Regions from separate parts of the Sus scrofa genome. Here region 1 is linked to region 2. A link is a contact called in public HiChIP or PLAC-seq data. All regions are on one chromosome and are shown on one strand. The core of a region is the stretch at or near the end of the contact, and the rest is flanking DNA. Distances in the headings are between cores, read along the strand shown. Region 1 holds the start of ZDHHC17 (palmitoyltransferase ZDHHC17). Region 2 overlaps E2F7 (transcription factor E2F7).

Region 1 (5,385 bases), core at 2,162-4,661, 230 kb before region 2:
AGACACAAGACAGAAAAAACAAACACTCAGCAAAGATGACATGACCCAGGTTTTCTCATGCAAGCTGTGTCTTGCCTCAACAGAGCTTACCTCTCCCCCACCACTTCCTCAAGGAATGGAAGAGTAAAGAGAAGATGAAATACTGTGTCCTCAAGCAGAAACTAAGAGTGGAAATGAAACTGGATTCGCATATGGAGGAAAGAAGTTCCTGTCGTGGCAAATCTGACTAGGAACCATGAGGCTGCTGGTTCAATCCCTGGCCTCGCTCAGTGGGTTAAGGATCTGGTGTTGCCTGAGCTGTGGTGTAGGTTGCTGATATGGCTTGGATGTGGCTTTGCTGCAGCTGCGGTGTAGGCTGGCAGCTGTAGCTCTGATTAGACCCTGAGCCTGGGAACCTCCATATGCTGCAGGTGCGGCCCTAAAAAAAAAGCAAGTAAAGATGTCACCCACATCATATCACAAAAATGGAATGTCTGGAGTTCCCGTCGTGGCTCAGTGGTTAACGAATCTGACCAGGAACCATGAGGTTGCAGGTTCGATCCCTGGCCTTGCTCAGTGGGTTAGGGATCCAGCGTTGCCGTGAGCTGTGGTGTAGGTCACAGAAGCGGCTTGGATCCCGCATTGCTGTGGCTCTGGTGTAGGCCAGAGGCTACAGCTCTAATTCGACCCCTAGCCTGGGAACCGCCATATGCCGCTGGAGTGGCCTAGAAAAGGCAAAAAGACAAAAAAAAAAAAAAAAAAAAAAGGAATGTCTGAGAGAGCTATCGAAGCCTGAGCCAAGAGAAGAAGTGGCCTGGCAACCATGCAAGCATGTTTCAGCCAGAAAACATATGTAACTTTCCTCAGGTCGCAGAGTTAAGATGACCAAAATACGATTCAAAGCCAGATAGTCTGACTAGCCTAGGAAGTCTGGATAGAAGAATGCTTTGATTTACTAAACTGCTGCCTAAATAAGATGAAACAGCTGGGCCAACTTAAGATTTACAATTGTTTGATTCTTAGGTGTAAGTAAGTCAATGAGAAAAGAGCTCTTGGACGCTAATTTAATACCTTAGGGAACATAAACTAAGGGTATATCCTTCCAATGACGGACTAGAAGCTGAGGCAGGGATAGCAGTGCAGGGGAACATTATGGAAGTAGCCACAGTCTAGGCCCACAGCAGTTATCATGCATTCATACTGTCCTAATGAAGGTCTCATAAAAAGTTTACTCTTTTGATATCCTCCTGCAGGAACCCTGACAGGGGTCTAGCAGAGCAAATCAACACACGGTTAGCACTGAAATAGGCTGGGACCTGGAACCCTCTACCACGGTGCTTGTATTTGCACCTGGGCAAAGGCCTCCCTGAGCAACAGAAGGCAAGGAAACTATAAGGGATGAAAACCAACAAAAATAACTACAGGCATGCCCTTAGGGCAGTTAGCAACAATGAGATACTGCCATTTCAGAGGTGCTGCGTGAAAGCAGGGAAAGGGTGCATGACCCCTGCACCAGGCACCACCAAGGGGGTGGGCAGACCACCTAAGCTCCCTGCTCTGGCCCCACCCACCTATCCAACCCTACCCTCATCCCATTAAAGGAACCAGCCAACCTCCTCAGAGTGGGAGTAAGGGTACCTGTTACTCATTTTTGCTCTCTTGCTCCCTCCTGCTGTAGCATGAATCCTAATAAAACCTTGTCTGAATTTCTCCTCTGGCCTCCTATCAATTTCTATTGATTAAAGGGCCCAAGGATCCTAGTCAGTGACAGCACCGAATCCCTAAGTTCAATACATGTCAAATTCCACATATTCCCTTTAAGTCTCTAGTTTGATTTTTATCTATACCAATGATTCATACAGAATATGAATGCAAAAATATTGCCCTCATTTCACCTAACATAGGATTGCAGAGTATTGCCATATGTGCTGGCTTGCTTTTGTTAAAATAGCAAACCCTTGCCCCAGCTCTAAGTAGCTTGGTTTGAGCCAGGACCAAAAGAATGAAAATTACCTGACTGCAATGAGAAAAAGCAACAGTACTGCGAACACAGAGTGTAAAGCCATCCGCAGAGTTATCTGAGCTTTCTTCCCCCTGCCACGCAGCATCTGTAAAATGCCCTATCTACCCTCTCTAAGTGATACTGCTCTCCTGCCAACGCTGCCCAGACCTACTCTCTTTGCTGTTTTCTTTTATTACTAGACTACCCAATTACTGAACGGCCCTTTCCTCGTGCCAGCATCCAATCCTCAATTAATCCTCACTTTTCCTAATCCCGCCTCTGAAACAGCGTCCAATCCAGAACTGATGCCCGCTCTCTCAAGACCCTACTGACTACTTTGGCGGGAACCTAAACCTTACAAAAGACGCTTTATCCTTCCTTTCCTAGCGGTTGCCACGCTTTCTCTGGAGCGTCCTTCCTCTTGATGTATAAACATGTCTGATGTTACCGGATTGCAAGCTTCTCCCTGGTGGTCTTTGGTTGATTTGGCTTTAACAGGAGACAGGTTAGTGTCAGGATCTCTACTAGATCGTTTTTCATCATCTTGCTAAATCGTCCTCTAAGCAGTTTAGATTTTTAAAAACTAAAAACAAAGATAAATAGTTTCTGTAATAGGCCCAGCAGCATATTTCTAGAAAGCAATCCCTTTACCCTGCCCCCAAGCAGTCCTAACATCGTTTAAAAAAGGGCTTTCGTCATTTTCTCCGGTTCGCTTTCAGCGAATTCAGACTAAATGACTTCTGGATTACATTAAAATCCAGCACATGGGCGCTCGTGGGCTTTGAGGGCGTACATTTTTTTTCCTGTGGTTATTCTTAATTCAAAACCAATGAGGGCAGGTTGGGATCCTTTTGAAAAGGCTTCTCTAGGAGGGAATCCCAAGCATTATCCGTGTTTTCCCGGCGCCTCCCAGAGGCATAAATTGTGGGATGACCTTTCTGAGTGCGGAGGAGGAGGTGCGTCTTTCGTCTTCGGGAGCGCCGCACATCTGGACTCAAAGCTGAGAGTCCCAAGCTAGTACCTCCAGCGGGGTGGTGCTTCCACCCCAGGTCTCGCATGGGGGGGGGGGGTCCCGGGGTCGGCGGCTGGGGCCGGTGGGGCTTGCGGGCACAAGCCGCCTTGAGTGCCGGGGATCCCCGATCTCGGCGGCGCAGCTCCAGAGCCTTGCCCTCTTTCCCTCGCCGCCGCTAGGTCGCCCTGGTTAAATCCCCGACCGCCCAGCGGCCGCCTGCCGGGGGCCGCCCGAGGCGCACAGCTGCCGGGGCCCGAGTCCGCCCCCGCGCCGCGGCGCCCACGCCCAGCGCCTCCCGCTCGCCGGCCGCGGCGCAGTGCAGCAGAGCGCGCCCCCGCTCCGGCCGGGCGGCTCGCGCGCACGCGCGCCAGGCCCCGCGCCCTCCGAGGAGGGCGGGGGCAGAGGGGGCGGCACGGGCGGCCGGGACGGCGGAGGAGGCGGCCGCGTCGCCGCCGGCGGGTCTGGCGCTCGCCCTCGCGCTCGCCCTCCGCCTCGCCCGCGCCGCGCGAGGGCGAAACGCTTTCTCCCGGCATGCAGCGGGAGGAGGGATTTAACACCAAGATGGCGGACGGCCCGGACGAGTACGAGGCCGAGGCGGGCTGCGTGCCCCTGCTGCATCCCGAGGTGAGGGACGGCGCCCCGCGCAGCCCGCGCCCCGCGGCCCCCCAGCCTTCGCCCCCGGCCGCGCGGGGGGCGGCGGCCTGCTGCTTGGGGGGTGGGACGCGCCGAAGTTGGGGAGGGCGGGGAGCGATCCAGGCCCGAGCGCGGCTGCGAGCGGATAACGGGGGAGGAGAGCGCGGGGCGGGCCGGGGCGGGCTCTGGGACGCGGTCCGCGGCGGTGCCCGGAGGACGCAGGTGGAGACGCTGAGGGGACGGGTCTGTCGCCGCGCTTTTCACGGGAGCGCTGGCGGCGAGGGCCTGGTGCGGGGTGGGAGCCGTGCCTCGAGCCCTTATCCCGCTCCGCGCCTCTGGGGGGAGGAGGAGCGCGAATGGTTTTGATTTCTGCTCTTTTCCTTCGCCGGCGTGAATGACGGTATCTGTTCCTCCCTTTTGGCTCTCGGTGGGGGCGTGCAGCGTGAGAACAGTTTCTTGGACAAAGTGATGCCCTTCCCTTTATGCCATTGGCAGCTCCTGGGGCACCTTGTGTCGGATGTTCTTATTGAGCATGTGTCCTTAAGCGATTAGAAAGAGAGGTCGGAAGTTCTGAGCCTAGACCCACGCTCGCACTGGCTTGAGGAACTGTCTTGTTTTTGAGGGCGAGCCAGAGGGGGACAGTGCAAGCGTTTCCCATCACAGCGGGAGTCTCTTCCCCCGTCGGTAAACAGTGCCCCGCTCCAGGATCGGTAGCTCCAGGATCGGTAGCGTTCTGCACTTGTTTACGTCTTAGTTTATAGCCGAGCTAGTACTAATTCAGGCCTGGAAGCAGTTCTTGATGAATTCCGGTTTTTAATGACCCGGAGTGTTGTGCGGAGGGGCAGCATCAAAGCTTCCTGAAGAGCTCCTGTAGTTTTTATGAGCTTAAGGGATGAAGACAATCCTTGTGTTTGTAGTAGGGTGAGCAAACATGGAAGCCCTTGCCTGATTACCGTACATTAAAATCACTCTATTTATTTCTGGATTGAGGATTAGAGCTTGCTTATATTACTTAGTAAAGTGTAAATACAAGCACGTACCCGTGTTCTGTATTCTCATCACCTTCTCATTCATCACTTTTGATTTATCAAAAACAGTTCCTTAGGATTATACCTGGGCCACTAAATGGAAAAGTCTGCCTTGGATTTCTGACAGAAGGCTGTGCAGTAAAGCTAAACACTGTTTTGACCAAAGTGGTGACATTTTCCGAATTGGCATTGGAGACATCTCTCTTTTAGTTCACACTTAAGGCCCTAAAAATATATCAAGAAATAGACAAAGTAGTTTTCAGATGATGCATTGAAGATGTTGCTAACGAATATTTCTATTCATCTAGTCCTGCGAAAGTATTTTAAATACTTAAATGTTGATTCTGTGTATCTTAATAAAACTCTTCGTAAGTGTTTGCATTGTGAAACAATACATTGTTTGGTACTTTAGGAATGATTTCAGCAGGGGACGAATCCAGAGATTGCTTGGAGTCGTGAAATGGCCTGTAGTCTTGAAGTTTAGAGAGCAGTCTTGAGGTTGCCGTTTAATAGACTGTTACTAGAAAATCAACTTCCTCATCCTTGAAAGTGGAAGTAGATGTAGATGATATCTGCCATTTTTACTTGACCAACAGTAAATTCTGCTTCCTTTAGATGTTTCGAGTCTTCAGCTCATGACTGCCAGGGCTCAGGTCTTTCTGTATTTTTCCTGTGGGCAGTTTTGCATTCATACCTGGTACAGACCCGGTAGAGTTCTGCTCTTTCCTTGC
Region 2 (5,623 bases), core at 719-3,218:
GGGAAATTGATTTCAATCCTAGAATTTATACAAGCGGTCCTCGCGTGCACGGTTCTGATACGCACGTTTGTCGGTTACCATGGTTTAGTTACATAACACCGGTCCCCCAGTAACATGGTAACAAATTTCAGTTCCTCGATGGGATATATTAACTGTGAGCATAAACGTACACACGTCGCTGTTTCAGCCCACAAATCAACACAGAAATAACAGGTCCCATCGGGACCAATGACCAATCACGTCACTTCTGGCAAAGTCTGCTGCGCGTGCGCAGAGTCTCTGTGCAGGTGGAAAGGCGTTTAGCGTGTAGGCGTGCCTCTGCGTTTCCTAGTGCTGTGAATACATATGTTCACAAAAATCGATACTTGAAGAAAGTTGAAAATGAGGAAAAGAAGAAGTGATAATGCTGAAGGTGAAATCTGAACTGAACTTAAATGTAGTTAGGAAGAAATAATGGATAGTGGGGTGTTGACCCTGTGGTCTTGGCAAGACGCTAGCTATGCCGTGAGACGCAGTGAGAGGAACGTAAGGAAGGGGGATTTGTCACCACAAGTGAGGAAAACGATCATGCTGAAAAGGGTAAGGATGCTCCCGAGGAATGATGCCTGCAGAAACATGACAGTAGATGAACTCATAGAGATAGTTCTTGGAATTGAATGTACTAAGGATAGAATTTGGAAGCTGGCCCAAACTTAGAAAAGAATATCATAATTTATCAAGACCTACGAGTGATCAGCACTCGTAATTTTTGCAACGAGAGGGTAAGCTCTGTTCAAACTATTCTTGCTAAGTTTTTAATGAAGTAAAACACTTTAATTCTCAATGTTCTAATGTTTTAAATTACATACTAAATCAATATTAGTTTTACTGCTTTTTCATTTCCCTAAATCCTTATAGTCAACTGCAAGAAAGTTTTTAATGTTTTGATAAACGTGTTTAAAGATCACAGAACAACTATAATTAAGCACCCATACCTTTGCCCCCGCCATTCCTTCTACCTAAAACGTCCTCCTCCCACCTCTGTTTCTCTACCTGGCGATCTCATATGCATTTTCCAAACCCAGGTTGGATGTTAAGATTGCTTTGCAGAATTTCAGCGTGCTGTGGAAAGAGAGAACTGCCCGGGAAATAAACTCACAACTTTCTGCATGCACAAGTCCGTGGGTCTACAAAATTCATGCATCCTGAAAACTGGATAGACTTGCTAGGGAGACGCCAACATTTTGATAAAAGATTTTGCCTTCCCTTGATAGTGGCACAGTGTAGGACGAGGGTGCTGGACTGGGTTATGGGGAGCCTTGTGTTTTAATCCCGCTTTGTAGTCGTGTAATCCAGGCCAAGTTACTTACACCCCTTCTATTTCCCCGTCTGTAAAACAGAGTGAATTGTGACTTCAGACTTCCTTCAGACACTGCGTTTCTATAATTTTCTTAAAGAGAGATAAAGGAAGGGAAAGAAAAGAAAAAATGTATCTCCCCCCCCCTTCACACAAAAAGGCTATTGCCGTTTGCATAGTAACAGTAAATGTTTATGGAGTGAGTAAATGGTTAGCATGGTTTTGGTGTGGTAGGTAGGGCTATGCACACTTCGATTCTGGTGAGAAGCTGCTGTTTATTGTACTCACTCTTTTTGTGTTGCCCTTGCATGTTAAACTACAGCCACCTTGCTCACCCGGGGTGCCCTGTTGTGTCTCCAGCCGCGTGGACCATTTATTCACATACTCCTTAGGCTTAGCGCTACGCACTAGACGAGAAAAACTCCGTTTTTGCTTCCCGAGGATCTCCCAGCGTGGTTGGGGCAAACAACTCATCCTTCCCAAGGGGGGAGACATTTAAGCTGGATTTGGGAAGATGCCCATGAGATAGCCCAATGGAGAACTGGGGTTGGGAGGAGGCATTTTAGGAAGAGGGGACGGGTGGTGCAAGGAATGGATGCGGAAAGGAGCAGGCAGAGTGTGGGCCCTGAGAGTGGAGGGGCTGAGGTGGATGCGAGGGGGAGTCGGGGAGAGAAGACTGCGGGTTTTGCGTAGCAATTAGAAAGCACTCTGGGTATTCCTTGCAGAAGGTTTTAACAGTGGGAATTGGGTGCTTCCAAAAGTACCGGAAGGGAGAGAAAGTGAAAGCAGCCGGTCGATGTGACGTGTTTTGATCGTGTCGCCATGGCTGTGACCCAGAGGCTCACACTGATTCGGAGCAGTGTGAAATCACTGCCAGCATCAGAGCTGGTCCATGGTGTTGGCCTCGGCAGCAGGATAAAGAACGGCTGGTATAAAACCGTCTGCTGAAATCTTTTCATGAGTTGCTCCAATGTGAGTGGAAGAGCAACCTCGGCTGCCTCTCTCCCTGCCAAATCCTGCAGCTCCATCCTCCGCTGACAGAGCCGCGTCTAGAACCTCGTAGCGGGGGCATCTGGGAAATGTAGTTCCCAGGCTCCCAGGCCCTGTGGTAAGGAACTCGGAAGGGGAGTGGGGATGAATGCTGAGGGTCAGTGGACAATATCTAGCGTAGCTGGGAAGGCAAACTGGAATCAGTCTGGAAAGGGACTGGAAAGGGATGCCAAAAGAATCAGGCAAACGCTGTATGGGATGCCATCGAAAGTTAAACTTGGGAATGTCACTATGCAGTCAGTTTTATAAGCGCTAATGGCATGATGGAGACAATTCTTCTAAATGAAGAAAACTCTTAGCTGTATACAGTGATGTATCAAATAGCTGTTATGTATATAGAACCCTCTAAGTTTTTTTTTATTATTATGTATAGTCGACCCTTAAGCAAAACAGGTTTGAACTGCACAGCTCCGCTTGTACATTTTTTTCAAACATGAGTGCTGCGGTACTCCTGCACAGTCTGGGGTTGGTTGAACTGGTGGGACCAGGATATGGAAGAAACTAGAATACGGAAGAACTGACTGTAGAAGGCAGACTCTTCCCCATGGGTTTTCAACGGCACGGAGGGTCGGTGTGCCTAATGCCCAGGCTACTCAGGGGTCACCTGTGTGTGTGCTAACTCATCCGTCCGGTATTTTCCCCCCAGCTTTTCTTGGGTGCACATTTCGTGGCAGGCATTGCCAATACAGGTGTAAAGCATCTGCGGTGTCTGACTTTAAGAAACCGATGTCCTTTATCTTTTCAGTGAAGACCAAGAAAGTTTTAGACGTTTGTTCTGTAGATTAATTCATTGCTTCTCAAAGTAGCTTCTGCTGAGCTTTGTTCTTGTAAGCTGCTCTAAGAATGAAACTGGCCTGGCTATAAAACCAGTTTTAAAGAATTTGTATATATACTACATTCCCTCTTACAAATTTAAGTCTCTAATAAATCCCATAGCAAACAAATCAGCTGTTTAATTTTCTTTACCAAAATTACCCACCTTTATTTGACTCCTAATGTCCATCAGCAGTTGAGTTCTTCAGGGCACGACTGGGGAAAAGCTGGCCATACGGAAGAGCCTGTGACATTGAAGATTACCATGGGGTGTTGACAACAAAGAATTTAGAGAATGAAAAGAAGACGGCTTACGGGTTTAGGTATCATTTCATCATTTCAGAAGCATTTTCAGGACGGAAAGGACATTGAACCAATCAATCTGATCTTAATACTAACAAATTAAGAGCTATCAAAAATTGGGAGTTCCCTTCATGGCTCGGCAGTGAACAAACCTAACTAGTCTCCACGAAGATGCAGGTTGGATCCCTGGCCTTGCTCAGTGGGTTAAGGATCCGGTGTTGCCATGAGCTGTGGTGTAGGCCACAGGCATGGCTCAGATCCTGTGTTGGGGTGGCTGTTGTAGCTCCAATTGGACTCCTAGCCTGGGAACTTCCATATGTTGCAGGTGCAGCCCTAAAAAGCAGAGAAAAAAAAAAATTTCTTAAGGATGACATAGTAAGTGCTGTAACAGTCATCTAGGGAGTGGGAATCTTGGACAATGGACGTTTACAACTGTTTTAACAGGATGTGAAATGGTGAGCTTGGCTACAGCAGCAAATTATGGTAAATGATTTTGCATTCCAAAAAATTAGTGGGGGGCTTTTGCAAACCAGCTACACGCTATGCACGCTCTGGAACGCCTTCAACCACAGGTCTTGAAAGGGTTGAGCAAAGGGAGGCAGGAATGGGTTTTGTGCAGTTATGCTGTGGTTGCTCACCCTTGCCTCTTTAGAGTCACTAAGGGGTGTTGCTCACCTTACCTCTTGCCTGCAGTCGTTCTGGTGTGATTCTGGCCTGTGGCATCTGGGAGCGCTCCCAGTTTTGGTAGGCAGAGTTTGTGTGAGGGTTCTGGGCCTTCTGTCTTAACTTCAAATGACGATAGAACTTCTGTTATTTACAGTAACAGGGAGGTCACAGCATCTGGCCTCATGTTTGTACAGGAGCGAGTGTGTTACCCTCATGGACCAGGCTTAAAGGGACCCTGGGAGAAAAACCAAGTTGCTTCCACTGATACTCCATAGTCCCGCCGGATCCGTGTACCGTTTATACCGCTGGAGACAACCAAGACGAGCATGCGTGAGAAGATACGGGTGGATGTCTGCCAGTACAGCAGGGCCCTATTCGAACTTGCCATTAAATATATGCTGGCACACCCCTAATCCAGGGGGGTGTGTGTGCGTGGGGGGGAAGCAGTTCTCTCCTGGGTTATTCTGTCTACATCTGTAAGAAGGAAATCTAAAGACCGGGACGTGATCGGTTGAAAGGAAGAAGCTGAAATAAATTAGAGGCACAAGCCCTGTTGTGTTGGGTCCCACGGTTCCCCCGTTCACTATTTTGGGGGCTTCTACTAAGTCCCGAGTGTTGGGCTTGATACTGAGGTTTCAAAGCTGTTTTCCCCAGCACCTGTCAATTTAGCTGGGGAGATTGACAAAAATGCAACCCCTAACTGACTCCGGAGATAACACGAGCTAAGGAAAGTCAGATTACGTCTGCTTGGAGGTTTACTTAAAAGTGAGGGTTAACAATAGAACAGTTTTTCCCCCTGCTTTTTAGGGCCACAGCCCCAGCTATGGAAGTTCCCAGGCTAAGGGTCCCATTGGAGCTGCATCTGCCAGCCTACACCGCAGCTACAGCAACTTGCCATCCGAGAATTTAACTTTGAACTAAAAGGGTGGGCATTTGCTGGGCTGAGAAGCATTTAACGCTGCAGAGATCATGGAAAGTCAGGGAGGCAGTCTGCCCTCACTGGGATTCTTAGATTGGTTAAGCATCAGAACCATCTGGAAGCTCCAAACCTCCAGAGATTCAAACTCTGGTAGAAATAAAAAACTCAACGGCAGAGTCCCTCAACCCTCCCAAGCCCCCACCTGGTTCTGATAGAGTAAGTGTTTGGGGTTTGGAAACCACTGGAATGTCTCAGCCTAAAGATCTAACTTGGGATTAGGAAGAGCTGGTTGGTCATTCTGCAACTTAGGAATGGTTTGACTGAAACTAGTGCCCACAGGGAGCCCACCAACAAACAACCAGTATCTCTCGTTACATGAATTGATTTTTATTGCTGTTTTATAAAGCTTCATACTTTCCTAAAAGCAAAAAAATTTCTAAAAGAAAAATTTATATAGATAATATAGTCATTAGAAGAGCAGAGCTAAGTAATATGAAAAAAGCTGTAAGCAGCAATAAAATTAAGACCTACATAAA

What was found. HiChIP or PLAC-seq counts read pairs in DNA pulled down with a chosen protein or histone mark.
Region 1: an H3K27ac HiChIP or PLAC-seq map of skeletal muscle shows a contact between it and region 2. The contact joins the promoter of ZDHHC17 here to the enhancer-like site in region 2. A contact is called at or near these places in 2 of 5 promoter capture datasets (fetal skeletal muscle and liver), 3 of 47 Hi-C or Micro-C datasets (embryonic fibroblasts, epiblast stem cells and skeletal muscle) and 2 of 2 datasets of contacts at active chromatin or transcription factors (alveolar macrophages and skeletal muscle).

Annotation. Positions count from the first base shown.
Region 1 is chr5:104,392,281-104,397,665 of Sscrofa11.1, reverse strand. ZDHHC17 (palmitoyltransferase ZDHHC17) reads left to right here and starts at 3,411. Exons shown (of 17, transcript XM_021092815.1): 1 at 3,411-3,617. The coding sequence starts at 3,525.
Region 2 is chr5:104,163,051-104,168,673 of Sscrofa11.1, reverse strand. E2F7 (transcription factor E2F7) reads right to left here. Exons shown (of 13, transcript XM_003126756.4): 13 at 5,092-5,623. Among named protein-coding and RNA genes, the nearest start is that of MIR7139, 34 kb to the right of the region's middle. Within about 2 kb of position 1,968, at least 55 of the 83 cell types and tissues checked have an H3K27ac peak or open chromatin away from gene starts, as enhancers often do. A contact at or near this core is called in embryonic fibroblasts, fetal skeletal muscle, liver and 1 more, where this site is marked.